Regions from separate parts of the Mus musculus genome. Here region 2 is linked to region 1. The links are chromatin contacts, called in public HiChIP or PLAC-seq maps. All regions are on one chromosome and are shown on one strand. Each heading gives the region's core, a stretch centred on a gene start, on an enhancer-like site or on the middle of the called end of the contact. The rest is flanking DNA. Distances are from core to core; before and after follow the strand shown. Region 1 holds the start of Rcbtb1 (regulator of chromosome condensation (RCC1) and BTB (POZ) domain containing protein 1). Region 2 overlaps Cdadc1 (cytidine and dCMP deaminase domain containing 1).

Region 1 (6,280 bases), core at 999-3,498:
AGCTGCCCAGAGTACTCGTAGGAAAGCTAACCTTTTGTTTGTCCATTTCTAAAGTGACAAACACATTAGAAATGACATTTTGCTTAAGATTCCTTCTCTCATATGTGCTTATGGAAGATCTAACATCTTTTGAAAACCAAGGATTTAAACTATAAGCATGATGCTAACTTCATCAAAGGACAAACCACACAGGGAGAACATGGCACCTTCGTAATTCAAATAATATCACCAAGTGTTAATATCAGTAACATAACCTCATCAGTAATAACCAAAGACATAGAAGGAAGTAAGTTTTATATTTAGTCAGTTACACAGTCTTCACTTTAATTTAGTATATTTCTCTGTGATATAAGATTTAAAAATGTGTCACCAAAGCATGCCACTAGTCAAGTTGACAAGAAGTTTGTGCTCAGGGTTCATTATTGGGACTCTCTGTCCCCACAACTTTTTCTCGTGTATCAAAAAGTTATCCCAGCTAACAGTTGGACACATGAAGTGTTCATGTTCACAAACTACAGACTTTCCTAACATCTTCAGAGGTTTCAGAAAAGACCTTCTCAAATGAACTCCAGTACGTGAGTGTGATAAAGTCTATCTACTACTCCCAGAATACAACAGTAGCCTAGTTATTTGAACTGATATTCAGTATCTAAATTCTAGAATCAAGCAGATTTTGGTAGCTTCAGTGCCCAAACTTTTGCTAGTGGCTTTTTCTTACAATCTGAAATCTTACTGTGGAAACTCTGGAACTCCTCAAATTTCCAAAGTATATAGAACTCACACTCTAAAATATAAGATGTTTTCTCTAGGTGTAAAATTACAGATTATGTACATTCTTCTTTATATTTATTTATATTTTCTAAATTTTTCTTCACTCTTAGCTTGTAAATGTTTTGCTTGTTATCAAGACAGGATTTCTCTGTGTAGCTCTGATGGTCCTGGAACTCGATCTGTAGACTTCTTATAAACCGTATATTGTGGCCTAGATATACTTGAAAACTTGAAATTTTTCGTCTATATTGTGAGCCAAATTACATAGTAGATTAATTAACTGACATGTTAGGAAATCTATTCTAGTTAAAGTCCAGCAGTTTTTATCACATCTCTGGATACATATAAGGTAATGTACTGTCTTAAAATTTTTTAACTATAGATCCTAGTTAAGAAAGAAAATGTATTTCAATGTCTTGTCAGGCCTGTAAACGCATGAAGGCCCAACCTTTGTTTCATATGCTTCCTTTTAAGTACCAAATGCAGAAAGAGCAATTCAATTGCATGACTCTCGGATAAAGACCCCAGACTTCTCACTTTCTGGTACACACAGGCACTCAGTTTAAAACCTTAGAACACAAAATTTAAGCTACGAGCTTCATAGCTTTGGTTTCCTGTATATGTTCTGAGATTCGTAGAACTTAACACTTCGGATCATAAGACTTAAAAATCACAGAAGAAACACTTCAAAGATTAACGCATCACTTCCTCTTCAATAGGCACAAAGAGGGGGAAAGGAAAAAAAAAAAAAAAAACCCGCCCCGAAGTACTGGTATTCACACAATGGAGTAAAACCCAGGCCACAGAAGAAGAGAACCTAAATCCTGTTGTGATTTAAATTGAAGTCAAAATTTAAAAGACACTCTAAACTCCCGTAAGGGTCCCGTAAGCATCATCTCATGCCTGCCAGCATTTCTTGCTTTTGATGCTACGCCCGCTACAGCGCACGCCAGTCTCAGAAACTCCGATTGTTTTGCCCACCACGAGCTTTAATCCTCGTAGCAGTAACGGGGCAGAGGCGAGGGAGACTATGAATGTTTCTAAAAGCAAGCTGTATTGTCTTATAAAACTGCAACCCTCGGCTTCGGCGCTCTGCAGCAGTCAGCCTCCCACCGCTAACCTGCGTGCTCCGGGTTCCTCCCCCGCAGGGCGGACAGCGCAGCTCCTCAGAGGCAGGCCGCGGGCAACGCCACGTACTCGGCTCGCCGCACACCTGGGGGAAGCGCCCGCAAGACGGAATCCGCGGGTGCCCGGTGCGGGGTGCGCGTCGCCGGGGAGTCGCGAACGCGCCTGGTGCGCACGGCCCTCGGGAGGGCGCGGACTCAGCAGCCAGCGGCCGAACAAGGCCCTGTCCGGCTCGCCTGCTCGCTCGCCCGCACCGCCGCCCTGCAGCGCTCTACCTGTCAGGCCGCCCGGCCAGGCCCTGACTCCGCTGCGCCGCCGCCGCCTTAGCCGTAGCCGGCTCCTCCCCCCCAAAACCGGGAGCGAGCACAAGCGCCCGGGCCGCCGGTCACGTGGGCGGGTCGCGTCACGTGACACCGGAGCGCCCCGCGCAGCGCGCGCCCTCTGTCTGCTCAGGTTCCCGCTCGGGTTTGGTTGTAGACCGGGCTGCTGGCGCAGCGCAGGGGCGCCGTAGTGGCTCCCGCGAGGACCGGAAGGCGAAGGCGTCCCAGGATGGCAGCAGAGCGTGGCCTTCCTCCCGCTCCGCCCATCCCAGGCCGCTGGTCTTCAGGACACGTGTCTCTGCCCGGTCCGAGGAAGGCCAGGACGCCTAGGTCAGGAGGGCAGAGGCAAGGCTGCTGAAAGCTCTCTCTCTGCCCAGAACTTTTCTTGTGTTAAGCGGGTACAACTGAGGTCCGGAAGGGAGCGGCCGCTTTGTGCTTTGTGCTTTGTGCGTCTATCAGAAGAAGCTTATCAGTTGTAAAGTCCCCTACCGCCCTAGGCTCTCCCATTTGGCACTAGAGACCAAAGTCTACACTTGGCACCCCAACATTCAAGCTATCTTGTTTAGACTCACCTTTCCCTTTTCAGGTCCCAGCGGTAAATACAAATCCCCTTTGTTTTCTGTTTACCACTAAGCAGATGCGGTCCAAAAACCTTTCTGTCAGCACATAGTAACTACAACGTGCTTCCCCCCTATAGAGAATTCTTGTTTCTCTTGAGTACTTTCGGTGGATTACATTTTTAAATATATATATATATACCTTAAATTGCTGTAGGCCTCTCAGGGTTTGTTCATTCTTTTGCCTTGATCTCAAATGTTCAGAATCACCATTTCCTTTCTCAAAGAAAAAACAGGAGGAAGAGGTTAAAAACAGATTTTACTTAGAAATTATTGCAATATAGAAATTGAGCCCTATTTTATACCCTAATGTTTCTTTCTGTTGTACTAGTCCCTGGGTAAAATCTGTTTTTACCAGTTTAATGACTCTGGCTCTGGTTTTTTTTTTTTTTTTCCTAACATTTCCCAAAATATTCATCGGTCTCTCATCTTTCAAAATTGAGGTCAGACACCATCTATTCTTCTTGCAGACTTAACATCTTCAGTTGTTGTAAAAGTTCATTGAGACAGCCTCAGCTACAACTACTCCTCTAGTTATAATACTACATACTCAAAACAGAAAATTCACAATGCAGGTAAATGTATTACTCTGCATCTAAGAGATTAAGTATCTATTGTTACCTGATCTCACATATTATGAACTCTTCATAACAGGGCTATATGGTCTTACTACAATAACTGAGAACTGACTAGACTCTCACTATCAGCCAATGGAAGAGCAACACCAAAAATATGGAAATTTGGTAGACTTGAGGGAGGATAGAAATGGAAAATTATGGGAACATAGGGAAGAAAGGAGTCCCTTACCACAGAGTCTTTCTGAAGCGTTTTGCAGCTGCAAATAGAGTACAATTAATGTTTGTGCTGAAGGTTGCCTACAGAGAGACAGTATTCCTTTTTTATGGAAATATTTTCTAGTAAGAAGGTTAGAATACCAATGAACTATAAGGTCTGAGTGTATCTGTCCTTAGAACACCACCTTACTTCTATCCCAGATGTTTTGTAGGATTCTTAAATGATAATCTTTCTGTGTGTCTCTGTCTGGTCTCTCTTTTGTCTCTCTCTGTCTCTCTGGTGAGACAGACTGTGTGTGTGTGTGTGTGTGTGTGTGTGTGTGTGTGTGTGTGAGAGAGAGAGAGAGAGAGAGAGAGAGAGAGAGAGGGAGAGACAGCACATGCAAATGTAGATGCATGCAGACTATGTGTGTGTGTGTGTGTGTGTGTGTGTGTGTGTGTGTGTGTACAAGCAAATGTAGATGCAGGCAGATTTCATTCGCAGTGAAATATTAACCTCTGTAAACATTGAAAACATCCACCTTCCCCACACATCCTTGTGATCTAGATCTTGTTTTTTACCTCTCAGCTGTAATTCTATCCACTGTAGCCCCATTTAATCTTCCTTAGGAGCCCTTGGAGATGCAACTTCAGAAGCCACCGACATCCATTATATACAACTATAACAAATTCAAAATATGGTGGGGATTAAAACAAGAAAAAAAGCATTATGATTAACATGAAAGAAGCCAGTTAGCAAAAGGCCTGGAAATCCCTCCCAGAAGCTGCAGGAAACAAAATGGAGCGTGCTGGAGAAAAGCCTTTGGGATGGCCTTCTGAGTGTGGGAGAAGGGTGAAGCTGTTTACATAACCTATGAGGGTCATGCTGTTGAGAACTGAGGGTGTTAGAGGACCAGCCCTGTCCCACCTCTCTAGATCCCTCCCTTTCTGAGGAGAGCCTTTCTCCTCTGTAATAGAACCTCTATTTCTATCATGTTTCTTCATTCTGTGTTATTTTGTTCTAGGAAACAGTAATGTGGAATTTGGGCAGGTGCCCCCAGACTCAGAGCCCCATCTGACAAAGATAATAACACGTTCTCTCTTGAGAAGCAGACACCCATGTGCTTGGCAGGACACTTCCATCTGTTCCAGCACTTCTTCATTAACCTTATGCTTAAATCTGTGTTAAAATCTCTTAAATGCCAGCTCTACCTCTTTGTAATTGAAGTTTTTAAGAATTTCATGCATAAGTATTGTATCTACATTATTTGTGCCCCTCCTCTTTCTGCCCTCTAGCTCCTCCCATGTTCCCCAGATTGCCTCTCAAATTATTGACTCTCTTCCCTCCTTCCCAACCCCCATCTTTGTATGAGCACTTGCAAATGTGCAGGCAGGTAGATGTCTTCGCACAACTGTGAAGGTCAGAGGACAGCTTGTAGTAATCAGTTTTTCCCTTTCACGATGTGGATACTGGGTATCAACCTCAGGCCATCAGACTTGGCAGCAGGACCCTTTACTGCTGAACATTTCAATGGTCTGTAAATCAGCTTTACCATCAACTATCCTTACACTGGCACAGCAGATTCAGGAACAGAGATGGCATAGCTATGAAGAGGATAGCCACACATGGACCTACTTCGTGATCTCTTACTCACCGATGTTAATCTAACAACTGCAAACTGCCACCAGCAGAGACCATTGCCAAGATTCTACGTAATATAAAGTGGGGAGGTAACACTTGAAAATAGCAACCAGCAAGATGGTGGCAAATTGATCATATTGGGCTCTTTACACTCAGGAGAGGGAAGCCATTTATTTTAGTAGGATAGGTGAGTATTTTTTTATGTTTGTTACTTCAGGATCTCAGCCAATAATACTATATTTAATTTTAAATTTTATTATTGTTCTGTATGTACACACACACACACACACACACACACACACCAGTCTATGTTTAGAGGTCAGAGGAAAACTTTGAAGAGCTAGCCCTCTTTCAACTAAGGGACCCAGGGATTGTGTTCACTTCATTAGGCTTGAACAATGTCATCAGTTTATGTTCTATTTGATTCACCAGTTTGATTCCACCTATCATTGCATCAGAACAAAGAACCTACTTAACAGCAAATGAGACAGCCTTGCTCACATTTCTACAGAAGCTAATGGACTGGTCACATGGTACACTACCTGGAATCCACTGACCTCATTAGCAACAAAGCAGCCAGCTGACAGCATGACAGAAGAGCCAGCTTGTAATGATCACCTGTGTTGGGTGACAGAGGTGGTCTAAACATTGACCATTGTATGGGGTTGTACCACCCCTCCCAAAGGAGCACACTGTGCAATGAGAGCACAAAAGCATGAAAGTGGTGATACCCCTACTTTCCACCAACCCCCATGCCCACTTGGGCACTTTAATCACATCTATAAAGCCACTGGTTCAAGGGTCTTCATATTCAATTGGGGATCATTTCAAAAGGGAATGCAGCAAGGGTCCTCATTAAAGGGTCCTCATTAATTGAAGCTATACCACTATTCAGACACTTAGAGTCCTTCATGCTAAGGACCAATTCCAGAGCCTGCCAGTCAATCAACACAGGAACTGAGAGACTGAGGATGATTACAGGAAAGGCAGAAAGAAGATACAAGAGACAGATATGGGGAAGGCTGCTGGTCA
Region 2 (6,407 bases), core at 3,236-5,735, 370 kb before region 1:
AATTTAGCAAGAATATTACTTGATTATTATTTGTAATACTGCAAATTTGTTTTACAAAACCTCAACTTTAAAGTTTAAGAATTTTTCTAAAAACATACTTGGTCTTTCATAACAGCGTTTGTAATATTTTATACCTTTTTATAGATGTCAAGATATAAAACCAGAAGAACGCAGCATGATTTTTGTGACAAAATGCCCCTGTGATGAATGTGTGCCTTTAATTAAAGGTGCAGGCATAAAGCAGATCTATGCTGGTGACGTAGATGTTGGAAAGAAGAAAGCAGACATCTCGTACATGAAGTTTGGGGAGCTTGAGGGTGTTCGCAAATTCACAGTAAGTACATGTACTTTTCCCAACGTGTACTTCCTGTTTGCCAAACCTGCCGGACATTGTGAAGTAGTGACTTCACTCTTAGGACTGTGAGTGAGCCATTATCAGTATTATTTACTGAAGTATACATTTCAGCAAAGGATCCCTGCCCTGCCCTGCCCTGCACCTTACAGAGTTGTGCATCGGCCTTTGCTGTCTCGATCCCCTCCCATGGCTCACCGTCTCTCCGGCCTTGGAGTGTTGGGCAGAGGTGCAGTTGTAGTAGTCACACCTCACAAACACACTTTCTCAGGAGGGAGATCAGAAAAAAGATCAGCTCATACTTATGATTTTTTTAAAAGGGATAGATAGAGGTGGTTCATGGAAAACTCAGAATTTTTAACATACTTCTTTCTGCTTAGGCTTTTAAAAAGTATTTTACTTTGGAATATTCTCGAGCATGCAGAAAAGTTATAAGAATTCTACAAATTTTTTCCCAGAGATTGTTAGCATGGTATGAAATTACTCTCTGTTTCTACAATGCCGTGACCCAGCGAGAGCCACAGGATCAAGAACTAAAGTGAGATTCTGCTGCAGTGAGTCCACGGCTCCCACCAGGGCTCCTGCTTAGCCCAGTCATGCTCTGTGGAAAGCCACCTTGTCAGAGTCACAGGCTCCCTTTTGTGTCACCCAGGGGCCTAAACCTGGCACCTAATGCCCCATCAGTAGACTAGAATGTGCAGTGAGTAGGATCGTTTATAAAGAGCTGTTTGAAATGTCAGCCTTGGGCTCCTGCTTATACAGTTTGAGCATCAGGAATCAAAGCACACATGTACTGCATACACATGGATATGTTGTTATTAAAGCAGAATGTGCTCTCTGTAGAAGACTAGGAACACTCCAAGCTGCATTATTCTGTAACTTATATAGAACATGACCAACATGTTACTGTATTTTCTGTGTTGTTAAAAGTTCCAAAAGTTGCTTTTAATAATCAAACACGTTCCAACCTGAACACCTAGCTTATATAATTATTTCCTTTGTTATATAACTATATTATTTCCATTTTTGTAGTTGTAAAAAGTCTTTCTATAAATATTTTGAGATGAAAGTTTAAAGTTACTAATTTTTACAGTTTTTCCCAAAGTAATAGATTTTGGTGGTTTGGTATATTTCAAACGTCCCTGTTTTGATAATTTCTTATGTAACTAACTCCCCACCTACTCTTTATAAATCCCTCCCCCCTTCCCCTCTCTCTGTGTGTTATACATGTGCGTACATGCATAAGCTCACCAATGAATCTCCAAATCCAGGTCGGAGGGTGATGTCAGTACTCTGTATTACTCGCCATCTCTCACGGAATATGGAGCTCACCCTTTCCAGCTAGACTGGCTGGCTGTGACCTCCAGAACCCACATATCTCTCCACCCCCAACTCCAGGGTTACAGGCTCCCCACTGTGCCTGGCATTTCTGTGGGTGCAGTTATCTGAACTCAGGTCTTCATGCTTATGTGGCCAGCACTTTCTCTACTGAGCATCTTTTCCCTGTCTTGTCTCTCTCTTGGGACTAACCTCAGCCATCCTATTTTTATAAGTGACCCAGGTCTGAGTCACATGTTTATTTTTTATTGCTCAGGCCTTCTTTAGCTAGTATGAAACTCAGTAGATGGGCTAGGGATGGCTCAATGGGAAAGAGTGCTTGCTGTACAAATATGCAGGCCTAAGTGTGGATTTCTGGAATTAACATAAAATACAGGCATGACCATGTGTGCCTATAACTGCAGAGCTGGGCAAGGAATAAAGGAATAAGACAAGAGGATTGCCAAGGATTGCTGGCTACCAGCCTGGCTGAAAGACTAAGAACTTCCAGTTCAGTGAGAGACTCTGTCTCAAGGCAATGAGGTGAAGAGCAATAGAAGATGCTTGTCATCTCCTCTGGCCACTACAGGGTGCACACACACCACCACCACCACCACCACCACCACCACCAACAACAACAACAGCAACTCAACACAGACATCTGCTCGCTCAAAAAGATTTTTGCAACAACCATGGCACCCTCATGAAGCTCATTAACAAAGCTAAGATAGCCACTGTGAGCTTGGACACCTAGAAGTCTCCTCCAGACCAAGTCAAGAAGGCCATGAAAGTGGCCACATTGACTGCATATGCTTATTATAACAAGAATAAAGAAGAAGCCAAGCCATCCGAGGTCATACCAAAGAGAAGTGAGGTGACCTTTTCATTGTCAGCAAGTTGTGGTCTACCTGCATTGAGAAAACTGCAGAAGAAGCCTTTCAGAAGACCCACTGGGTCTGAAACTGAACTGTTTGCACCTCTGTCTTACTCAGTGGCCACAGGAAAGACGTTATTCTCACAAAAATCATTAAGTCAGTATTATCACAGTTAAATTAGCCTTCTTGGATGCATAGGAGGTCAGGGAGGAACTGGTGGATAAAGAGTTGGTGAAAGCCCTGGCCATCTCCAGCTTCGACAGCTTCCAGATTGAAAGGTTCCTGAACTGAAACAAACCAATGGCCATGCAGGCTGACTGCCCTGTATCTCAGCCTGGACAGTGCAATCTACTGCTGACACTCCAAGATCATCAGCATCACATCCCATAGCCCTGGGTTCTCTAGACAGGCCTTGGACCAAGCCAGAGGACCATTAAGTATTAGAGGATTACAAGATCAAAGAGACCACTACAAAACATAAGAAAACCTCAGCCCAGGTTCTGATTTGGTTTCATATCCAGGGGAATGTGGTAGTGATTCCCAAGCCTGGGACACCAGCACACATACTTGGGAACTTTAACTTCCAGTTGAGTGATGGGGAGATAGATAGCCACCATCCTTAGCTCCAATAGGAGCCAGAGGGCCTGCCTGCTGCCTGAGACAGTCCATACAGGAGAATGTCCCTACGGCACAGAGATCATCTGAAGAGACTGCCTGGTGGATTCCCTCTTCGCTAACAGGCACCACATCCCTCACGCCTCTCCCATCCTTAGCCAGTCCTGTGTGACATCATGCTGTGGCAAACTTGCTGTAGGACAAAATCCAGGTGATGCTGAATTAAATTCTCATGCTGAGGGGGCTGGTGAGATGACTCAGTGGTTAAGAGCACTGTTCTTCTAAAGGTCCTGAATTCAAATCCCAGCAACCACCTTCCGGTTGACGCCAGCTCCAGGCCACCTTGGCAGAGAACTTGGCTGACAGTCCCATGGTCCCAGAGGACTCTCCATCCCCCAGGTGCCCTAGCACGCCTAGGATCTTGGGATCACTGGTGAGTGGAACACAACATCTGTTTCAACACAACTGGGAGTGCCTGGGGCCAGCAGGAACAGGGACACAGGAGCCCCGCCTGACCAGCGGCTCGAGCTCCTTCTGGTTGGCTCTGGTCTACCTTGGTTTCAAACACAGCGGACAGCCCCATAGTCCCTAGAGGAGGTGCCACTTTCAGGTGCTCTAACACGCCCAGGATCTTAGGATTCCAGGATCTTAGGATTCCAGGATCCCAGGAGCTTGGTCATACCAGGATCTTAGAGTCTCAGAGGAAGTTTAACTGCCAAGAACTCTGACACACCCAGAATCTCAGGATCACGGGATTCTGGAATCATAGGATCACAGAGAAAGCTGGACTCTGAGGAGTTCTGACTCAACCGGGATTACAGGAAGGACAGGCACCAATCAGATATATTGAGGGCAGTGAGCACTTGAGATAATCAGATGGCAGGAGGCAAGTGTAAGAACAGAAGCAACAGAAACCAAGGTTACTTGGCATCACCAGAACCCAGTTCTCCCACCATAGCAAGTCCTGGATACACCATCACACCAGAAAAGCAAGATATGGATCTAAAGTCATTTCTCTTGATGATGATGATGATGATGATGATGATGGAGGACTATAAGAAGGAAATAAATAACTCCCTTAAAGAAATACAGGAGAACACATCCAAACAGGTGAAAGAATTGAACAAAACCATCCAAGATCTAAAAATGGAAGTAGAAACAATAAAGAAATCAAATACCAACAACTACATGGAGGCTCACAACCATCTGTCACGGGATCCGATGCCCTCTTCTGGAGTGTCTGAAGACAGCTACAGTGTACACACATATAATAAATAAATGCTGAGCCATGGGAAGACTGTGCAGGGAAGTGTGACTCAGAGGCATTGCCTGTACTCATATGATCCGACCAAATGTTTGTCAAACACCAGGAACTCAGCCAGCACTGGGGACATAAGATGAGAAAAATAACAATAGTAACAGACGTTAAAAACAAAATTAAAAAAACACCTCAGTGGGTCCTGGAGGTAGATGGTTCCTGGTTTGTTATGGGCATGCAGAATCTTATCCGTCTCTGCCTTATGTCACTGTGACCTGGGGGAAGTTACTTAGTTCTTTAGTTCTTCAGTTCTCGCGTTTAGCACCTATAAAATGAGTACAAAGGACGGTTAGAGCCCCTTCTCTGAGGGTTTTGATTCTGATTCTGATTCAAGTGATCTGATTGATCTGATTGAGGGTCATTCAAGGTCAGTGCCTCAGGAGGCATGCACACGTGGGCTTCTAAAAGCTATTTTGATAATGAAAAGCAAGGTACTGATGTGCTGTTTATTAACTCATTTTAAACATATGAATAAAATATCTGTACCTCCTACAGTGGCAGTTGAATCCGTCTGAAGCTTATAGTCTTGACCCAAATGAGCCTGAAAGGAGAGAAAGTAAGTATTTCTAAGCATTCTGTCGAGGTGGTGATGCTAAGGAGTGGTAGATAGTGAGTTCTTAAGATCTGATGATGAACCTACGTGTGGGTAAATGCAGGATTGTCATTTCTAAAGATTACATTCACTTATCCAACTTGTTCATACATGTGTGTTACGTGAGAAGCCGTGTGAAGTGCTGCTTGCCAATTACTCCAGGAATGTAAATGACTGCATGCAGATTGAATCTATGAATTGCATTTGTTTGGAACGGCGAGCAACAGCATCTCCTACATTCATGCAAAGGCTTCTTGGGAGTGAGAGAGGGGAGCTGTGAGTATTTAGCACAGATTGTGAAGACCGAGCAATGAGGCCATCTGTGTTGTTCCAGAGTAAAGACACAGTGGCCCAGGTTGCTGGGAGAATGGAAAGATCCTGTTTACGTTAATACCTTAGTGAAGCAAAACTTACCTCAAGTGAGTCACTAGTCTTCACCTTTATTATTTGCATATTAAGTAAAACCATATTGGATATAATATATCATGAGAGTTTTTACAATTCTGTAAGTAAAGATCATTGAACGTGATGCTATGCAGATTTGTTTTAAAACAGTAGCTTGATTGTGATTGTCTGGGTTCTAAGTAACCGCAATCTCCTGTATATTTTCTTAAAGCAGCAGTGACTTGGTAATCTTTAAAAACCCAGAAATACAAAGGTTTCTATGAAAACATGGATGTCTTATCATTTACAGTCTGGAAAAATACATAATAACTACATTTTCCTTTTAAATTTGTATTAAGAAATTAAGGAAATAAAAAATGTGACCCTGATCAAAGGTGTTTGAGGGCCAGTGTGAGTGTCCTGTAGTTAGGGAGAGAGTGTACCATGCTAACTGTAGAAAGACACATTCCTTTGTCTGTTGAAATTAAGAGCATCTGTCCATCAAAAGATCCCACTAAGAGGGTGTAAAGGCAAGCCACGGAACAGAAGACACGTGCCACTTAAGATCAACCAAGGGCCTGGGTCCGGTATCTCAGGAGGAGGAAGACATGCCTGCGGGTGAATGGAGAATGGAGTCGAGGACAAGGAAGGCGGCGGGGGTGTCAGGCAGTGTCTCAGCCACCCAGTCAAGTGTGCGCTTCTTGGTGACAGTTTGTTAAGCCTAGCTTATGTTTTGATGCACTTTTTAAACAAGAATTTTATATCAATAAATAATATGGTTATCTCCTTTTCAATTATGGAACAGCTTCATAGTGTATAATTTACTTACTGTGAAGAGCTCACTGGCCTCTGTACATTCAGAGCTGTGTCCCCTCCAGCATAGTGTAAGGTCAGCATGTCTCATTACAGTATAAAGAGACATGCTACTCATTGTACTCCCCTGTCCTTCCCACC

Evidence for each region. HiChIP or PLAC-seq counts read pairs in DNA pulled down with a chosen protein or histone mark.
Region 2: an H3K4me3 HiChIP or PLAC-seq map of bone marrow-derived macrophages shows a contact between it and region 1, with 2.6 times the contacts expected there. The contact joins the enhancer-like site here to the promoter of Rcbtb1 in region 1. A contact is called at or near these places in 4 of 39 promoter capture datasets (embryonic stem cells, hippocampal neurons, liver and 1 more), 1 of 484 Hi-C or Micro-C datasets (olfactory sensory neurons), 5 of 115 datasets of contacts at active chromatin or transcription factors (bone marrow-derived macrophages, embryonic stem cells and large pre-B cells) and 4 of 9 other capture datasets (adipose tissue, liver, macrophages and 1 more).

Annotation. Positions count from the first base shown.
Region 1 is chr14:59,197,196-59,203,475 of GRCm38.p6, reverse strand. Rcbtb1 (regulator of chromosome condensation (RCC1) and BTB (POZ) domain containing protein 1) reads right to left here and starts at 2,248. Exons shown (of 12, transcript NM_027764.2): 1 at 1,892-2,248.
Region 2 is chr14:59,567,574-59,573,980 of GRCm38.p6, reverse strand. Cdadc1 (cytidine and dCMP deaminase domain containing 1) reads left to right here. Exons shown (of 10, transcript NM_027986.3): 8 at 145-334; 9 at 4,973-5,033. It also overlaps the pseudogene Gm18835. Among named protein-coding and RNA genes, the nearest start is that of Cdadc1, 27 kb to the left of the region's middle. Within about 2 kb of position 4,485, at least 10 of the 459 cell types and tissues checked have an H3K27ac peak or open chromatin away from gene starts, as enhancers often do. A contact at or near this core is called in bone marrow-derived macrophages and macrophages, where this site is marked.